Regions from separate parts of the Sus scrofa genome. Here all the other regions are linked to region 4. The links are chromatin contacts, called in public HiChIP or PLAC-seq and promoter capture Hi-C maps. All regions are on one chromosome and are shown on one strand. The core of a region is the stretch at or near the end of the contact, and the rest is flanking DNA. Distances in the headings are between cores, read along the strand shown.

What was found. Promoter capture Hi-C pulls out the DNA fragments that hold promoters and counts their contacts. HiChIP or PLAC-seq counts read pairs in DNA pulled down with a chosen protein or histone mark.
Region 1: a contact with region 4 is called in an H3K27ac HiChIP or PLAC-seq map of alveolar macrophages. The contact joins the promoter of ABHD14A here to the promoter of WDR82 in region 4. A contact is called at or near these places in 1 of 5 promoter capture datasets (liver) and 1 of 2 datasets of contacts at active chromatin or transcription factors (alveolar macrophages).
Region 2: a promoter capture Hi-C map of liver shows a contact between it and region 4, with 3 times the contacts expected there. The contact joins the promoter of NT5DC2 here to the promoter of WDR82 in region 4. A contact is called at or near these places in 1 of 5 promoter capture datasets (liver) and 1 of 2 datasets of contacts at active chromatin or transcription factors (alveolar macrophages).
Region 3: a contact with region 4 is called in a promoter capture Hi-C map of fetal liver, with 2.4 times the contacts expected there. The contact joins the promoter of PBRM1 here to the promoter of WDR82 in region 4. A contact is called at or near these places in 1 of 5 promoter capture datasets (fetal liver) and 1 of 2 datasets of contacts at active chromatin or transcription factors (alveolar macrophages).

What each region holds. Positions count from the first base shown.
Region 1 is chr13:34,104,354-34,107,058 of Sscrofa11.1, forward strand. ABHD14A (abhydrolase domain containing 14A) reads left to right here and starts at 1,326. Exons shown (of 6, transcript NM_001244243.2): 1 at 1,326-1,461; 2 at 2,255-2,508. It overlaps ABHD14B (protein ABHD14B), which reads right to left and starts at 420. Exons shown (of 4, transcript XM_005669623.3): 1 at 288-420.
Region 2 is chr13:34,678,084-34,680,783 of Sscrofa11.1, forward strand. NT5DC2 (5'-nucleotidase domain-containing protein 2) reads right to left here and starts at 1,447. Exons shown (of 14, transcript XM_021068900.1): 1 at 1,115-1,447. The coding sequence starts at 1,346. SMIM4 (a long non-coding RNA gene) reads left to right here and starts at 1,540. Exons shown (of 3, transcript XR_002337556.1): 1 at 1,540-1,750; 2 at 2,240-2,700.
Region 3 is chr13:34,819,745-34,822,444 of Sscrofa11.1, forward strand. It overlaps PBRM1 (protein polybromo-1), which reads right to left and starts at 1,373. Exons shown (of 29, transcript XM_021068909.1): 1 at 591-1,373. The coding sequence starts at 1,208. It overlaps GNL3 (guanine nucleotide-binding protein-like 3), which reads left to right and starts at 499. Exons shown (of 15, transcript XM_001928454.5): 1 at 499-968; 2 at 2,152-2,210; 3 at 2,622-2,700. The coding sequence starts at 956.
Region 4 is chr13:34,410,906-34,413,605 of Sscrofa11.1, forward strand. It overlaps WDR82 (WD repeat-containing protein 82), which reads right to left and starts at 1,285. Exons shown (of 9, transcript XM_003132249.5): 1 at 802-1,285. The coding sequence starts at 962.

The sequences.
Region 1 (2,705 bases), core at 76-2,575, 310 kb before region 4:
GCTGAGCTGGGAAAGACTTTGGAGTTCCGGCCCGCGAGCGAGGGACGCGGGGTGCTCAGAGCGCGGCCTGCTGGGTCCAACGCACTGACGCCGCGGCCAGGGGCGCGGTCACCGGCGCCACCAAGGTTTGCTCTGTCCCCTCCGAGGACCTCGATTCTGGCTCGCAGGATCTGGTAGGGCGCAGGCAATAAGGGGTGGGGGCAGACATGGAGAGGGGAGGAACTTCGGGTAGGTGGGGATGGGCTCTAAGGAGGGAGGAGGAGAGGGTCGGGGTGTAGGTCAGGTACCTGGGGAAATGCGTGGGCTCGCGCAGATAGGAGGCCGGCGAGTGCAGGCGGCGACTGAGGCCCAGGGCGGGGGAGCGGCAAAGGGGCTGGAGTAAGGCGGCGGGGATGTGGCTCGCCCGAGGGCGGAGGCCGGGCGGTGCTCCCGGGCGCCCGCTGGTGGTTGCGAGACGTCGCAGGGCTGGTGGGTGCTGCTAGACTCATCTGTCTTCTCAAGGGGCTCTCAGTTTCCCCAAGCCCCTGGGCCCCATGTACCCCAAGCAGCGACCTGCCCCACATTCATACGATGTGACTTGGGAAGGAGGATTACTCTGAGGTCTCATGCCTGCTGCTCCCACACCCCTTCTTCCCCGACCCCTCATCCCCAGCCTTGGCCGCCCAGGCCGAGTTATCTGTCTGGCACACAGTTGAGGCCCAGCAGGTTTGAATGCAAACCTTTGCCAATGTCCAGCCCTGATTGTTTGCCCAACGCCTTCAAGCCTGTTTCCTTGCCTGTAGAATGGCTGTAATGTTTCCTACCTCACAGAGTGCTAATAAGAAGTGAATCCTGCTTGTTGCAGCTTCCCTGTTCCCGCACAGGCAAGGGACAGGTCAAATGTTGGTCACACGTCACCAACCAAGAGAGGTGACATATAGATTCGTGAAGGAGCCAAGAGGCCACCGACCAAGGGTGAGTATTTGTAGGGGTCAGGGAAGTGAGGTTGGGCCGAGACCTGGGGCTGCTGCATTACAATACTAATATCTTGCAGTTAAACAGTGAGGCCTTCGCCCCAGACACACTGTTCTAAGGCTTGACCTGCCGTTAAAGTCCTTAAGACAACCCAAACCAAAAACTGAGCAAGGGTAGAGATACGCTGGTGGGAAGAAGTCGGGGGCGGGGGGTTCTCCCCAGGCTCTCTCTCAGGCCTGAAACAATACGGGAAATCTGGGCGGGGGAGGGAGAGCGGGCCTGCGTGCTTTGGAACGCCGCTCCCGGCGTCCTCTCCAGCGCAGTTAGCAGGCGCGGGACCTGAGACTGCGGACTGCGCAAGCGCGCCGAGGCTCTCCGCCTCCTAGAGCCCGAAGCAGCCCGCAGAGCGGCGGAGGCAGCGCGTTGGTCGCGGCTCTCTTTGGCTGCTGGTTGCTCCTGGGCGGAGCCCGCCCCGCGGTGGCTGGCCGGGTCAACCCGGTCGGCCCGGTGAGTGTCCTCCCGCCGAAGGAGGGGTTGTGCGTGAGGTCAGCAGGTTGTCCGAGAGCCGGCCATCCTTGCTCCGCCCCAGGGCGCCGGGGCAGAGTCCTGCGGGAGGGGCCGTGCTGAGGCGAAGAGTATGCTTGTTTGTCATCATCGGTACTTGAGGGTCTGAGTGTACCTGTGTGTCGGTGTGGTGTGTGTCATTGTTCCTGTGTGCCTGTGTTGGTTGAGAGGCGGAAGGGAGTGTCGGTCTGTTTGCCTGCTTCTGTCTGTGTATGTCTACTGTGTGTATTTATGTGTGTGTGTGATTTTAAGGGTGTATATATTTCTGTGTATTTCTGAGGGCTGTGTTTAGGTGTCCGTCTGCTTGTGCATGTGTGCTTCGTGTGTGCGTGTGTGTGTAGTTTTAGGGTTGTGTGTGTGGCTGTGTGCTTGAAATATGAGAGTCTGCATGTGATTTTGAAAACATCAGTGTGTCTGTCAGCGTTTCTGATATCTGCCTGTGTGCATGGTTTTAAAGGTGTGTATTTCAAGGTATCAGTTGTGCACAGGCCCATGCGTATGCAAGGAGGCTGTGTGTGTGTGCAGAGAATAGCTTGTACACAGGAAAAGACTTTGGGGGCGAGACTCTGTGTGCACCTGTGTACACCTGTGTGTCGTTGACCTGTATGCCAAGGACCTAGCTCGAGTACAGCTCCTCTCTCCTCTCCCTCATTTCTGTAATGTACAGTTGTTTGAAGCACAGCTGCCTGGTTTGCCATAACAATGGCCAAAGTCCTACCCATTTGTTCTTACCCAGCAAGGTGCCCTGTGTCCCAGGCCCATCAAAGGAGAGGTGCAACAAGAATACTTTGCCTGATAGGAACCTAGGGTGCTGCGTTGGAGGTGTGCAACGGAGGCTGGTTGTGGGTCAGAAGGAAAAGAGGACCCAGCTCTTCCTCCATTCAGCTCTGGTTCTCCATCAGCCCCAGAGGGGCTGCCACTGCCCAGTCACCACCTGACCCTGGAAGGGGGATCGGCGTGGGAGACATCCCCAAAGCTTCTGGAAACAAGGCAAGCCTATTCATTCTAGATTCAAGAAATGATGACAGGACAGCTCCTGGTGAAGTCCACTCTATTTTTGAAATCTTACAGGAAGTTTGTGAGGGTACCCTTGAAGTTATCTCTCCCATTTTATAGACAAGGCAGGCATACAGCCAGGGATTGGCAGAGCAGAGAGTTCCCATTGTGGCCCAGCCGGTTAAGAACCC
Region 2 (2,700 bases), core at 197-2,696, 270 kb after region 4:
TCCTAATAAAGGCTCAAAGGCTTCAAAATCACCATTTTTCAGGGGCTTTATTCCGCCTTCAGCTTCTCAAGAGGGGAGTCATGCCCACCCACCGCTCCCAGGTCTCCCCACAGCTGGAGCAAAATCTATCCTTCAGGCAGTTGGAATCTTCCAGATACCACTACTCTGTCTCATTAGCCAATGAAAGCCACGTCACCCCTGAGGGGCTCCTCTGGAAGTTCCCCTCTTCCTTCTTGGTCTGACTCTTTCCAAGTCATCACCACAGCTCTGTAACATGGGCCCTAGGACACTGAGGGTATGACGCTGAGGGTATGAGAGAAACGAGGCTTGCAGAGCGCCACCCAGCTGGTCAGTGATAGGACCAAGACCCGAGGACATCTGTCTGCTGCAGACAGGGCCCCCGAGTCCAGGGCAAATATTCAGCCCTTTCAGCCCTCTGGCCTCACCAGGGTGCCCTGGGGCCTCATCTGCCTGGTTCGCTGAGGGAGAGAGGACAGAGGAGTAAGCGCCCTGGTCAAGGAAGCAGCAACCTCTCTGTATTCCAGGGGACTGGGGCGACTTGATGTCTTTCTCCAAACAACACCTTCCCTTCCTGGGCTAAGACCGCTGGATTCCAGAGGGTCCGAAGAGCCTAGTCGCCACCCTTAGGTCTGGAGTTGCCAGGAGCCCGCTCTGGCCAGCGCCGCCGGTCGGCTGGCTGGCTTTGTCTGCGGTACTCCCGCCCCAACTAAGGGCCCCGAAGAGAACAAGAGGTTGGGGGCGTTTCCGCAGCCGTCTCCCAGCAGGCGGGACCCTGAGGAAAAACCACGGGGCCTCGCCTTCCGGCGGCTGCTAGGAGAACCCCGAGCTCCTGCCGACCCGGCGTCGTGAGGAACCTCGCGCCCGCCCGCTTCAAGTCGTCGGGGCGTCCCCGGAGGCCCCCAGGACCACCCGCCGCGGTTCCTCCAGAAGAGCTGCCTGGCCTTGAAGCTCCGTGGCCCTGGCGAGCCCTACCAGGGCGCTTCACCCGAGGAGCGGCGCCCAGGCGCTCGATCTGTTTGTCCGTCCTCCCGGCGCGCGATGTGCCGTCCCTCGGGCTACACCCCCGAAGCTCGTCCCGCTTCGGCTCACTCACCGTGCACCAGTCTTCGCATGTCCTGGTATCGAGCCCACAGGTGCGCACTAGGTTCGGCAGCGCCCGCGGGCGCCGGGGAGGGCGTGGAGCGCGGGACGCCCGGGCAGTGGACGCCGGGACCCGGGGGGCCGCAGCCAGGGCAGGAGGGCGAGGACGAGGCGGCTCGCGGCCCGCCGTGGTCTCGGCGCGGCAGGTAGCGCCGAGCAGCCGCCCGCAAGCCCGCACCCGCCATGCCCGCTGCGCGCCGCCCGCACAGCCCTCGGCGCTCCGTCCAGTCCACCGCCGTCTGACTGCGCGCCCGCCACGGTGGCCGCGTGCTTCTCACAGCAGCGGGCCAATGGGCGCGGCGCCCAGAGCCCGGCGGCCAATGGGTGCGCCCCTCGGCCCAGGGGGCGGGAGGTCCTGGGCAGGGCGGGGCGGGCTCCCCCGCCCCCTCCCCCAGTCCCCGGCGCGGCGGAGGAGGACTCAGAGGCCCCCCCGCCCCCCGCTTCGGTATCTACTACAGCGATGGCAGCTTCTTCTGCTCTCCCGGGAGGCCCCGCGAGTCTCCGGACGACCTGGGCTCAGAGAGGAGAATGCCGGAGAGCGGCGAGTCCACCCTGGTCCCTGGTCTTCTTTTTCCTCCTCGGCTCCCAGGTCCCTCTGCCCCTTCCCCCACCTCCTGTCCTCCTGACCTTAGATTTCCCCCCCTCCCCCCAGTCCTGCAGTAGAGGTCCTGTTCCCAGCCTCCTGCCAATGACTGACTCTGCCCGCGGACCAGAGGCCGGTCCGTTTCACTCATTTATCTAGTGGATAAAGAGCCCCTCTCGCGCGCTTCCCAGTACCAGCCCCACGCTGGGTGAGACCTTGGGACCCATAGTGCAGCCAACATCCGCTAAAGCAGCTCCATCTCTCTCCCTCCTGTGCGTTACACAGATGACCCCTTTTAACTAGGAGCAGAGACCGTTGGCCAGGGGTCACTGCCCTGCCTGGTTCCTACATCAGCAAGTCGCCCCACCAACCTGCTCCACTCTTTGGTTCCCCGAGCAGGACACTTCTTGCTCTTCTAGCAATATTACCAGACTTCCCAATCAAATTCCTCTTTGCTGCTGGGAACCACTCTCCACCTGCGTTTCTTCCACTCAGATCAATTTTCTCAGTCCGCATATCCCAGCCTATGCCCTGGTTCCTGAGAAGACCGACCCTGCGCCAGTGGGCCTAGTCCGTGGAGAGCTGGCCTGATGGACACTCTTGTTTCCCTGGGGGTGCTTGCGGTGGCCTCGCGGAATCTAAGGGTGTGTGTGCATTCGAAAATTCACTGCACCTAGGCTGAAGACCTAGTGTGCCAGACCCTGGGCCAAGTGCAAGTGCAGGATGAAGGCTGTGGGTGGGGCCTGTGGGTGGGTGGCAGAGCCCCCCACACCTAAGGCCCTGGTGAGGAATTGGCCATATGTAAGCCTTCTCTAGGTGGGAGATGAGTGCTCTGCGATGTCTAGCCCCCAGAGCCACCAAGAGAAACGAGTGATAAGAGAAGGAGTGTGTGCATGTGGTTGGGTGAGGTTGGCCCCAGAAGAAGGCATGTTATCTAGGCAGGAGCTTGGGCCTGA
Region 3 (2,700 bases), core at 123-2,622, 410 kb after region 4:
ACGGAAAAATATTAAAACTCAGAAGTTTACACAATTTTAAACCTTGATTATTTGTGGTGTTGCAGTTAAGTAACTCTATGCGGCCCCTACGATAAATACAAGTCCCACTGATAAAAAACAGTCTGAACACAGTTAGCCAGAAAGTGTTTTTAAAAAATTACTAGGAGGCTTTGCGCCCGAACCGCCAGGAAAAGACAAGAAAAAAAAGAGGCCTTGAACTGTGGAGAAAATGAAAGACTTTCCGACCTGTCACTGGTACGACCTGTCACTGCTACGGGGGACTAAGAGATACGTTGACAGCTTTGAAGCTGTCCGCGACAAGCGCTCGATCAGCCGCCGGGGGCGGGAAAGCGGGTCTCCGAGAGTTTCCGGGCCGCGGCGCGCCTTTGTCCCGGCCGGCAGGTGCGGCAAAGCTGCTGGGCCCGTCACGAAGCCTGCCGCCGTGCCCCGCCCCGCGCACCCGGCCGGACCGGCGCGTCCCCACGGCCGGGGCGGGGCCTCCGCCGCTGCTCCCGCCCGCCCGGGCCCACACAAAGGCCCGGCAGTCGGCCGAGAGGAAGCGGCCCCGCCCGCCCCGCGCCTGGCCTTACCCAGCCGCTCCGCCGCCTGCAGCCCCGGCCGCGGTCACCGACCGCCGCGCCCCGCCCCGTGGCCGCCACGGCTGCTGCTATTGCTCCTCCGGCCGCGGCCGCTGCCGTCGCTCCAGCACCCGCCGCCCTCACCGCCCTCACCCCTCCCGGTTCCGCCGCAAAACCAGCCCCGCGGCCGCCAAGCGATCCTGGCTCTGCGCGACACTGCGTGCGCGCGCACGCGCGCCGGCGGCGGTGCGCTTTACGGCAGCTGCGTGAGTGCGTGACGCTCACTAGTGGCCTTAATTCGCACGTGGCCCTTTCGGAGGCACATTGTGTCTGCGAGCGCTGGTGTAACTGCTGGCATTGCCTTTCCAGCTTCCAGTATGAAGCGGCCGAGTGAGTCGGGTCGTGGGGCGGGTGTAGAGGGACTTGATGGTCGATGAGCCTGTGCCGCTTGATCTGTGGAAATAAGGGTCTAGCGGGTAGGTTGTCTCCCTGGTCCATCCGAGGGTTGGAAGGCCCCACGTTGACCGCGGGCCCGTGGTACAGAAGGAAGGCTGAGTCCCAAGGATGAAGATCAGGGTAGGGTTTCTTGAGGCGTATTTCAGTGTCTGAGCCGGGTTTTGGGCCCAGCATTTTCCCTTCTACGGCCACGTTCGGTCCGGCCCTGGTAAGGTCTGAGAGTCGCCTCTCAAACCCAATGTTAGGTTTTCCTTTGTGATTTTGTTGTTTGACAAGAAGTAGCTGTCGTCTTGAGTCTTATACGCTCCTGTGTGTGATCCCAGTCTTATCTTGGAAAAGTGAGACCATGAAAGTTGGGCTCTATACCAGATCTATTAATTAGGTCACATTCTCTGGGACTTGGGTGGCCCATGTTTGTTTTTATCGGGGGCCCCACAGTTTTTTTTTTTTGTTTTGTTTTGTTTTTTTGTCTTTTAGTGCCGCACATGCGGCATACGGAAGTTCCCAGGATGGGGATGGAATCCGAGCTGCAGCTGCTGACCTACACCACATCTCATAGCAACACCAGATCTTGAACCCACTGAAGGAGGCCAGGGATCCAACCCATTTCCTCATAGGTACTAGTCGGGTTCCTTACTGCTGAGCCAGGACAGGAATTCCTCACAGGATACTTAAAATAGGTTTCAGAGGTAGTTAATTACTTAACAAAATAAATGGATAAATGGATATGACCCTAGAGCAAAGTCATCAAAAACTAAACAAATCGATCGTTTATGGATGAAATAGATTATAAAAAGTGATTTTAAAAAGTAATATCGGCGTTCCCGTCGTGGCGCAGTGGTTAACGAATCCGACTAGGAACCATGGGGTTGCGGGTTTGGTCCCTGCCCTTGCTCAGTGGGTTGACGATCCGGCGTTGCTGTGAGCTGTGGTGTAGGCTGCAGACGCGGCTCGGATCCCGCGTTGCTGTGGCTCTGGCGTAGGCCAGTGACTAGAGCTCCGATTCGACCCCTAGCCTGGGAACCTCCATATGCCGCGGGAGCGGCCCAGGAAATAGCAAAAAGACCCCCCCAAAAAAAAAAAAAAAGTAATACCTTTGTGATCTATTGCTTTGTAGAGTTAAAGAAATCAAGTAAACGCATGACCTGCCATAAGCGGTATAAAATCCAAAAAAAGGTAAGTCTTGTTGTTGGGAGAGTTATAGCAACTGTAAAGCTAAACTTATTTCTGCCCCACTCCTCCACAAAGAGGTCTCTATTAATATGACTTCACCTCAGGAAACAGAGATTGAATAGACTAGCTATGAGAGCAAGCTTTTAGGCATCAGAAGTACAGCTGTGGGAAAGTGCAGTGATAAAGTGATGAGAAAGTCTATAAAATTGATTAACATGGTAAGAATTGCTGCAAAAAGAATCTCCTGCTGACATTTTCTTGTTGATGTATATATAAACGTGGTGGGTCCTTTGTATTGCAGTTAAAGTGTTTTTAGGTCATCTTACCAATACAACTAAAATGCAACATGATTGATTTTTCATGTGAGTTCTCTTTAGTATTTTTGTATGCTGATAAATTTTTTTCTCTTGATAGGTACGAGAGCACCATCGAAAATTGAGGAAAGAGGCTAAAAAACGAGGTCGAAAGAAGCCTAGGAAAGACCCAGGAATTC
Region 4 (2,700 bases), core at 35-2,534:
AAAGTGTAACTTTAAAAGAAAGTGTTAAGAGGAAACATGAAATTGTTAGACGATGCTTTCTTTGTTCTACTGGGAGGTTCACATTCAGGTCAGGACTGGACCGCCAAGTTTGTACGTGTCTGGCAAAAAGGAAAAGTTTCAGATGTTGTTAAAAAGTTAACTATAAACGTAGGCTTCGGCACTGAGGGAGTAAGAGAACTATTTGGAACAGAAAGGAAAAGAAAGAGGGCCCAAAGAGGCACAACAAATAAATCCTGACAGCTAACAACTGCAACCCACGCGGCCTTCAGGCAGAAAGGCGGCGGGAAGCTGAGGGGCAGGGGATGGGCGGAGTGCCAGGCCTGAATCGAGGTCACCATGGAAAGGGCAGAGAGAGGGAGCTGCCGCTGCTGAATGAGGCAGCAGAGCAACCTCTGCAGTTCCGCGCGGGGGCCACAGCAAACCGGCACCTTCGAGGGAGTCGGAGGGGCGGAAAAGCTACCAGCTGAGGCCGCGGTGGGCGGACCGGGCGTTTAAAGGTCAAGGTCAAGGTGGGGTTCGGCCAGCGCTGCAAAAGCGCTCGCTGAGAAGGTCGGGGGCGGGGAAAATAAATACGATTATTATTATTATTATTGCTATCCTTATTTTCTAAAGAAAGAAAAAGGTCTCCTGGACAGTTTCGGAGTGGACGCGGTCCTGGCAGGAGCGTGTGCAAAACAGGCAGGGGGCCGGGCGGAGGGCGGGCCTCCGGACTAGCACTGGGCCTAGACGGGGATGGCGGGAGGGACTCAGACCCGAGCCCAAGGCCACCGCCGCACTCACTTGCCCTCCTGGCAGTCATAGAGCACGATGGAGTCGTCGTCGCTGCTCGAGATGACTGTCTCGCCGTTAGGGCTGAAGTCGAAGCAGTTAATCTTGTCCGAGTTCTCGCGGAACACCTTGGCGACGCGGAAGCTCCGCAACACGCTGTCGGTCAGCTTCATGGCGGCGGCTGCTAGAGGCGGCGGCGCAAGGCCGGGGCGGGGCCCGGCGGGCGGGCGGGCTGCCGAGGGGCCGACCGGGGCAGGACCGGCGCTGCGCTGGCGGCCAGAGGGAGTGCGGGCGACAGTCGGGCCACCTACTCCTCTTCCTCCGCCTTCTCGGGCAACACTCTTCTGTCTGAACTGTGGAGCCTTGCCGACCGTTCCCCCTCACAATCACCTCAGGACCAACAAGCGCGGCACCGGCTCATTGTGTCCGCCATCTTGGGGCGACAGGCAGAAGCCGAGGGCGAGGAGCCTCACCGCGGCGCAAGACGGGAAAGGGGGCGGGGCGAGAACGGCGGCGCGAGGCGAGGCGGTGACGTCAGCGCGGCCGGCAGAGAGAGTGGTGTGGCTGGGTGGCTGGGTGGCGGGGTGGCCGGAGGCGACGGTTCCCGGAACTGCTGCTGGGCGGGATGGGTGGGGACTCCCAAGTCCTTCCCACCGGAGCCCCAAGGTCTCTGGTGCCCGTGAGGCAAGAGCCTTTGTGCTGAATCGCAACCCGCCGCCGACACTGGGGCGCCCCCTGTAGGCCTCCCCCACCAAAGGGCGAGTGAGAGCAAATACTGCCCCTTGGGCTATCCCCCAGGAGGCTTGTTCTTGTTTTCGTGGGTTTTTGGTTTTTTGTTTTTTTTTGTCTTTTTAGGGCCACACCCGGGGCGTATGGAAGGTCCCAGGCTAGGGGTTGAATCAGAGCTACAGCTCCCGGCCTGCACCACAGCTACAGCAACACCAGATGCGAGCCACTCTGTGACCTACACTATAGCTCAGGGCATTGTGGGATCCTTACTCCACTGAGAGAGGCCAGGGATTGAACCAGCAACCTCATGGTTCGTAGTCGGATTAGTCAACCACTGAGCCACGAGGGGAACTCCCGTTCTTTTTAAATTGAGGTGTACTACACGGTAGACTGCATAATTTTTTTTTTTTTTTTTTGTCTTTTGTCTTTTGTCCTTTTAGGGCCACACCCATGCCAATGGAGGTTCCCAGGCTACGGGTCTAATCAGAGCTGTAGCCTCCGGCCTACGCCACAGCCACAGCAATGCCAGATCCAAGCTGAGTCTGTGACCTACACCAGAGCTCGCGGCAATATCGGATCCTTAACCCAATGAGCAAGGCCAGGGATCGAACCCGCATGGTTCCTAGTCGGATTCGTTTCCGCTGCACCACGACGGGAACTCCTAGACTGCATAAATTTTGTGGATGAATTTTTTTCATTTGGCTGAATTTTTTTTTCATTTGGCTATACATTAATGTGATCATCACCCAGGACTTTTCTTCAAACCTTCTTTAAAAACCTTTAAATCGTTATAAGTGGGTTAAATGAACTAATTTTAAGTGTTCAGCTACACACATTTTTATAAACAGTCATCTTTAAGTTTTAAAAACTTGTAGCATCAATTACAAATAACTTTTTAAAAATGGAAAAGTATCTTCTCATTCAACAAGACAGTTTTAAATTCTCTCAATATCCTCCTCATTCATATATCAACATAAGCTATAGATGCAACAATTCGTTCTCCCTCCAGCTCTAGTATTGCATCTTATACATTTTTCCATATTAACTTAAACCAGATTGTTGTTGGTATTCTCAATCTAGGTATAATTTATGTACAGTACAAATCAGCTTTTTTGGAGTTCCCTGTTGGCTGGGCAGGTTATGGATCTGGTGTTATCACTGTTATGGCTCTGGGTACAGCTG